2 separate regions of the Sus scrofa genome follow, and region 2 is linked to region 1. Evidence: chromatin contacts called from public HiChIP or PLAC-seq data. All regions are on one chromosome and are shown on one strand. The core of a region is the stretch at or near the end of the contact, and the rest is flanking DNA. Distances in the headings are between cores, read along the strand shown.

The links. HiChIP or PLAC-seq counts read pairs in DNA pulled down with a chosen protein or histone mark.
Region 2: an H3K27ac HiChIP or PLAC-seq map of alveolar macrophages shows a contact between it and region 1. The contact joins the promoter of GRK2 here to the promoter of RAD9A in region 1. A contact is called at or near these places in 8 of 47 Hi-C or Micro-C datasets (alveolar macrophages, embryonic fibroblasts, mesenchymal stem cells and 4 more) and 1 of 2 datasets of contacts at active chromatin or transcription factors (alveolar macrophages).

Annotation. Positions count from the first base shown.
Region 1 is chr2:5,128,111-5,131,354 of Sscrofa11.1, forward strand. It overlaps RAD9A (cell cycle checkpoint control protein RAD9A), which reads right to left and starts at 1,630. Exons shown (of 11, transcript XM_003122463.5): 1 at 1,467-1,630; 2 at 1,311-1,381; 3 at 755-883. The coding sequence starts at 1,500.
Region 2 is chr2:5,225,822-5,229,065 of Sscrofa11.1, forward strand. GRK2 (G protein-coupled receptor kinase 2) reads right to left here and starts at 1,594. Exons shown (of 21, transcript NM_001244878.1): 1 at 1,511-1,594. The coding sequence starts at 1,581.

The DNA of each region.
Region 1 (3,244 bases), core at 380-2,879:
GGACCCTGGCTGAATCAATCACTCTCCACATCTCCATCACCCACTGTGGCCGTCTTTTTTTTTTTTTTTTGTCTTTTTGCCATTTCTTGGCCGTTCCTGCGGCATATGGAGGTTCCCAGGCTAGGGGTCAAATCGGAGCTGTAGCCACCAGCCTACGCCAGTGCTACAGCAACGTGGGATCCGAGCCACATCTGCAACCTACACCACAGCTCACGGCAACGCCAGATCCTTTAACCCACTGAGCAAGGCCAGGGACCGAACCCGCAACCTCATGGTTCCTAGTCGGATTCGTTAACCACTGCGCCACGACGGGAACTCCCAGTGGCCATCTTTTTTTTTTTGCTTTGCTTTCTAGGGGCGCACCCACGGTATATGGAGGTTCCCAGGCTAGGGGTTGAATCGGAGCGGCAGCTGCCGGCCTACACCACAGCCACAGCCATGCCAGATCCGAGCCTCATCTGCGACCTACACCACAGCTCACAGCAACGCCGGATCCTTAACCCACTGAGAGAGGCCAGGGATCGAACCTGTGTCCTCATGGATACTAGTCAGATTTGTTTCCAATGTGCCACGACAGGAACTCCTCCCCTCCGTGGCTGTCTTTACTACACCCTTGCTGCATTTTGAAGGGGATCCCTCCTGCTCCTGCATACATATCTCCCCCTAGCTGCCACCTACTAGCTGCCCCAGAGCAAGCACACTGCTGGCAGAGTTCCTGGGGGAGTCATGACCACGGCTGAGGAATGGGCCTCACCTTCATCAGGATCTTACAGCGCAATGGGTCCTGACCAGGGGTGGCCGCCTGGTACTGCTGGAAGAAGAGCGGGGCAAAGAGGAAGCAGGCATAGGCGGAGCGGGAGGAGTTCACAGTCCGGAGGGAGAGCTGGACCAGGAAAAGCAGGGAGAGGGATGCGGTCACCAGCAGTGACAGGCCCAGCCCTCTGGCCGGCTTTTGCTCCCTCTTGCCCTGCTATCCTCCGTTTCCATCAGCTGTTGAAAACCCTCCCTCTCCTGGCGGTCAGCGGATACCTTCACCATGACGCCTTCCCGGAGTCGGCCTCAGCACCTACGCATTTTACCTTGTCACCCACCCGCCACCAGACACTTGAGTGAGGACAGATGCTCTCAGCTCACACATCGGCCTGGGAAGAGGACCGGGCCCAAGCCGACACCTCAACAACAGGGGAGGAAACTGTAACTCAGCAGACAAATCTGCATAACAGCATCCTGCCTGATGGGAACGAGACTCCGAGCCCAGTTTAGGGTTCCCTGTTGGAAACCCACCCTCCCCCAATACCCTGGCCCCTCACCCCATCTTCCAGGGGCTCCAGGTAGAGTTCGTCCCCGATACGGGACAGGGAGTGGACAGCCTTGCCGAGCACTGCGGGAACGAGAGGAGAAACCCGGGTTGGGCTCGAGCCTTGGGCCGTCCCACGTGTCCCGGCCCCCGGCCGGCCTCAACTCACCCTTCACGTTGCCGCCCGTGACCAAACACTTCATGTTGCTCCCCGCGACCAGGCTGAGACTGGCGGCGGGCCCCACCCCGTACCCCGGCTCCCGGCCGCCCTCCCTCCGGGTCTCCCCCGCAGCCGCGGAGGCCCCGGGTTTCCTTCCCGCGCACCGCCCCCGGCAGCCCCGCCCCCGCCTCCTCATTGGGCCACACGCTGGCGCCTCGTCACGTGAGAAAACGCTCGCCGGCTGGGCCGTCACGTGACTGGGTCCGCAGTGGGCGGGGGGCGGTCACGTGAGCCGGGAGCGCTGGGCGCCTGCCTTGCTGGCGGCTTCTCGCCGTCCAGGCCCCTCTTGTCCCCTCCAGCCCCCCTGGGGAGCCCGGCTGGTCAGCGGGGCCCACTGCGGCTGCGCACCCGAACGCGAGGCGCTCAGAGGGTGCGGAGGAGCGAGCCCTGACCTAAGAATCTGCAGATGCACGGGGGAGCCCGCCTGGGTCACAAACGTAGTACCGATTTCCTGGGCGTCTGTTGGGATTCCGGATCGAAACAACACCGTCGCACCCATTCCGGGGCCGCGGGACACTGACAGATGCAGCAACCACCATCCGAAAAGAGATGGAAGCGGGATCTCGGGGTGGGAAGTGGCTGTTGGCTATGGCATGGAGACTCCTTCAGTGATCCCGGAGAACATAAGACTCTCCAGGCAGAAAGGAGTAGAAGGGTGTGGCTGGCAGGGGAAGCCGAGAGTAAAGACTTAGCGGTGCATGGGGCTTTGCCCCTTCAGAGGAAGATGGGTCTATGAGAGGAGAGATGGGGGGGCGCCAAATGCTGAGGGTTGCTAATGAGAAACTGGAAATATTTTACGAGGGTGGACTCCTGTGTGTGGCCATTCATTAATTTGACCGTGGCTCGCAGCAGCTTGATGTAGAATCTCAGTTCCCAGACCAGGGATTGAACCTTGGCCTGAGTGCAGCGGTGAAAGCATGGAGTCCTAACCACTAGACCACCAAGGAACTCCCCCATGTGGCCACTTTAAAAAGGCCAAGGAGTTCCCACTGGGGTGCAATGGCATCTTCCCCGTTTCTGGCCTGCGGGTATGCCGGTATGCAGGTTTGATCCCCAGCCCAGCACGGGGAGCGGTAGGGTGGGGGTTGGGGGTTAAGGATTTGATATTGCCATGGGTTGCAACTGCAACTGGGATCTGATCCCTGGTCAGGGCATTCCATATGCCACAGCACAGCAAAAAAAGAAAAAAAAGACCGAGGGACTGTGCCAAAGGCGGGGGGTTCATCAACGTAACAGGTCTACCTGTTGCCGGGGGCCTAAATCCTCTGGTGTGTCACATGAAGGAGGTCCTGGAGGGACTCCTTGACCTCTGGTTCCCTGCAGCACTCCGCGTTCTTTGAAGGGCACCCCCCCCCAACACCCAGCCTTGCCCCTCTGGTACTGTCTGCAGTGAGTAGGCCAGGTTTGTCTGCAGGTCACTGCCCTCCTGCTCCTGGCCTGCAGGGTTTTTTTTTTTTCTTTTTTTTTCTTTTTTTGGCTTTTTAGGGCCATACCTGTAGCTTATGGAGATTCCCAGGCTAGGGGTCTATCAGAGCTGTAGCCACTGGCCTACACCACAGCCACAGCAACACAGGATCCGAGCCATGTCTGTGACCTACACCACAGCTCATGGCAACACCAGATCCTTAACCCACTGAGTGAGGTCGGGAATCAAACCTGCAACCTCTTGGTGCCTAGTGGGATTCGTTTCCGCTGCACCACGATGGGAGCTCCCTGGCCTGCGATTC
Region 2 (3,244 bases), core at 344-2,843, 98 kb after region 1:
AGAGGTTGACGCCCCCATTTCCTCCCTCGTGGCTTTGTCATTTCTGAACTCATTTTGTTCTAACTGTCGCTGCTCCCTGGACAGCCCCCAGCTGACAGTCAGTCTGGTTCCTGTTTTGAGAAATCTGATTGCAAATGTCTTAAAAAGGGGGGGGGTGCCCTAACGGCCTTTTCAAAATGCAGACCGATTTTCCTCTCCCAGGCCTGGTGTTCAGTCAATTCGAAAGCCAGCAAACAGGGCCCAGTGGAGGGGACCGGAGATGCTGGCCCCGCAGCTTTGGGCCCTGCTTCAGACACTCAGGATGCCACGGTCACAGTCCTTATTTCGCACCCACCGCGTTTCACAGATGAGAACACTGAGGCCCTGAAATGGGAAGGGACTTGCCCAAAGTCACATGATAAGACCATGACAGCTCAGAGGGGCCCAGGCTCCTGGGCCGGCTGGGCCGGCTGGGCCTCAGCATGGCAACTCCCAGGCAGAGATAGAGGAGTTGCTGGGACTGGTGGTAGGCCCGTGGCTCTTGCAGTTGCAGAATAACAGGTCCCCGCTCAGGCCAGAAGGGTGGCCACATTGTGGAACCAGCAGCCGGAAGCCCTGATCTGGCAGCCAGGCACCACCCTGGACTACCTGTGACACTGAGCAGGCTACTCCCATCTGGGCCTTCGGCTTCCCCACCTGTTCCACACTGGTTCTACCCACCCATGGGCTGCTTGACGCTCAAACAATGGGAAAATACTCTAGAAGCCATAAAACACTGGACAGCCTGAGCTACTGCCTGTATCCTGTCTGTTCCTGTCCCTAAATCCTGAACAGTTTAAACTTTGATATCAGGTGCAATGTCATCAGTTGTCTCACAGAGAGGTGGCAGCCGTGGTCCAGCTGCTGCAGGGGTGCCGGGACGTCCCCTGGCAAATGGCACCCACAGGGCACCGCAAGCAGGGCCTGCCGGAGGACGAATTCGCGGGGAGAGGGACAGATGGTGTCTTAATGGGATGGGGCGCACACCGTACCCTGCTCCCCACCACCGCCCCAGCCCCTAAAGCCGAATTCAAACCCCACCCCAAGCCAACGACCCACCCGAAGAATGGGGAAGACCCAGTATCCCCCAAACCTCAGGCAAGTGTCCACCCGAGGGGGCCAGGGTGGGGGCAGTGGCACCCGGGGGGCGGGTGCTGGGAGCAGGGGCAGCGGAACGAAGGGAGGAAGAGTCCGGCCAGGCAGATGGGGCAGGCAGGGGAGGGGACCCAGGGCTACCCGAGGAGAATGAAGGGGAGCAGGGAGCCCCTGGGGCCGACAGAGACCGGGGCCAGGCAGAGTGTGTGACGGGAGAGGGAGGCACAGTGGGGCAGGGGGCACCGGGCGGGTCGGGGAGCCAGGGGAGCTGGCAAGCCCGGCGCTGGGGCGCGCCGGGTTCAGGTGCACAGGCCCGGGGCGCCGGGGGCAGAAGGGGTCCCGGGGCCAGTGCCCGGGGGTCTGGGGCCGCGGGGCGCGGGGCCGGCGCCCGCCTCACCTGGGCTCGGGCAGCAGGATCTTCTTGCTGGCGCGCGCGGCCGGCGTGGCCTTGCTCTTCTCCATGGCCATCAGGTAGCTCACGTCGGCCAGCACCGCCTCCAGGTCCGCCATCTTGGCGGCGGCGGCGGCCTCTCCCGCCGCTCGGCTCCGCTCCGCTCCGCTCGGCGCGCTCGGCCCGGCCCGGCCGCTCCGTCGGCCTCGGGCGCCGCCGCCCGCCTGGCCCCGCTGGGCGCCCGCGGCTCCGCTCGCCGCGGCTCACAGGCGGCGCCGCCCCATGGCGCCGGCTCGGGCCCGGCCCCGGCTCGCTCCGCTCCCGCCGGGACTGCAGTCGGGCCGCCGCCGCCGCCGCCGCCGCCACCGCCACCGCCGCCGCCGCCGCCGCCGCCACCCGCGCCCCGGAGCCGCCGCCGCCTCCGGCCCCGCCTGCCGCGCACAGCGCCAGCGAGCCCGCGAGGGGCCGGGCGGCCGGGCGGCGGCGCCCCCTGGAGGCCGCGCGGGTGGCCTGAGACTGACCCCCGGGGCCACCCGGACCCCGTCTCAGCTCCGCCCCGTGGCCTCGGATCTCGGACCCCAACCTTCAGCCGAGACCCTGACCCCGGACGTGGAACACGGCAGGGACCTGGCCCGAAGAAGCCCCCAGACCCAGACCTGGACCGCAGCTCGGATCCCAGACTCCACAAGAGGCCATGGCCGGGACCGCAGACTGGCGTTTCAGAACGTAATCCCAGGGACTTGGGTCTCAGAGCCTGGCTGTAACCCCTGACCCCTGACCTTGGACACAGTCGGAAATCGCACCGCAGACCCGGATAACATTCCTGACCCCAGACTCCGAACAGGACCTCAGACCTAGACCTTGGACCACCACCTCAGACTCTGACCATGGCCTGGGATCAACACTCTGAGCCCACCCCCCCGCCCTTCACATCCAGACCCTACCACTGACCCCAGACCCAGATTGTGGACCATGACCTCAAACACTTGATGCCACCCACGGACCACGACCTCCATCCCACCTTGGTTGCTGACCCCAACCTTGATCCCACCCTCAGACTCAGACCGCTATCATGACCCTAAACCCTGGACTTGAGAGCAGGGCCCAGACCCAGATGTGGGCCATTCACTGCAGACCAGGGTTCTAGACCCAACATCAAAAACTCTGAACATGGTGAGTTCCCGTCGTGGCGCAGTGGTTAACGAATCCGACTAGGAACCATGAGGTTTCGGGTTCGGTCCCTGGCCTTGCTCAGTGGGTTAATTATCCGGCGTTGCCATGAGCTGTGGCATAGGGTGGTGGCTACGGCTCTGATTAGACCCCTAGCCTGGGAACCTCCATGTGCTGCAGGAGCGGCCCAAGAAATGGCGAAAAGACAAAAAAACCCCAAAAAACTCTGAACATGGACCCAGGACCAGGACATCCAACTGGGACTGAGACTGGACCTAGAACATTGAACAGGTTGCCATGGACCTGGGAGCTGAAAAATGCAGTCAGACTCCAGACCTCCATGAGTCCCAATCCTCACTCCTCCTGCTCCAGACCCAATCCTGGCCCCAGGACTCCCACTCAGGACCAAGGACCCTGCATCGCCCCCCTTGCCCCACTACCCCCAGGACCTGGGAGGGCATGGGGGGTCACAGTGCTGCCTGGCCAGGGGCACTTACTCTGCTGAGAGCCCATGGGGACAGGAACCCATGTGTCTCCAAGCAGCACCCGCTATCACAACATGCCACTCTA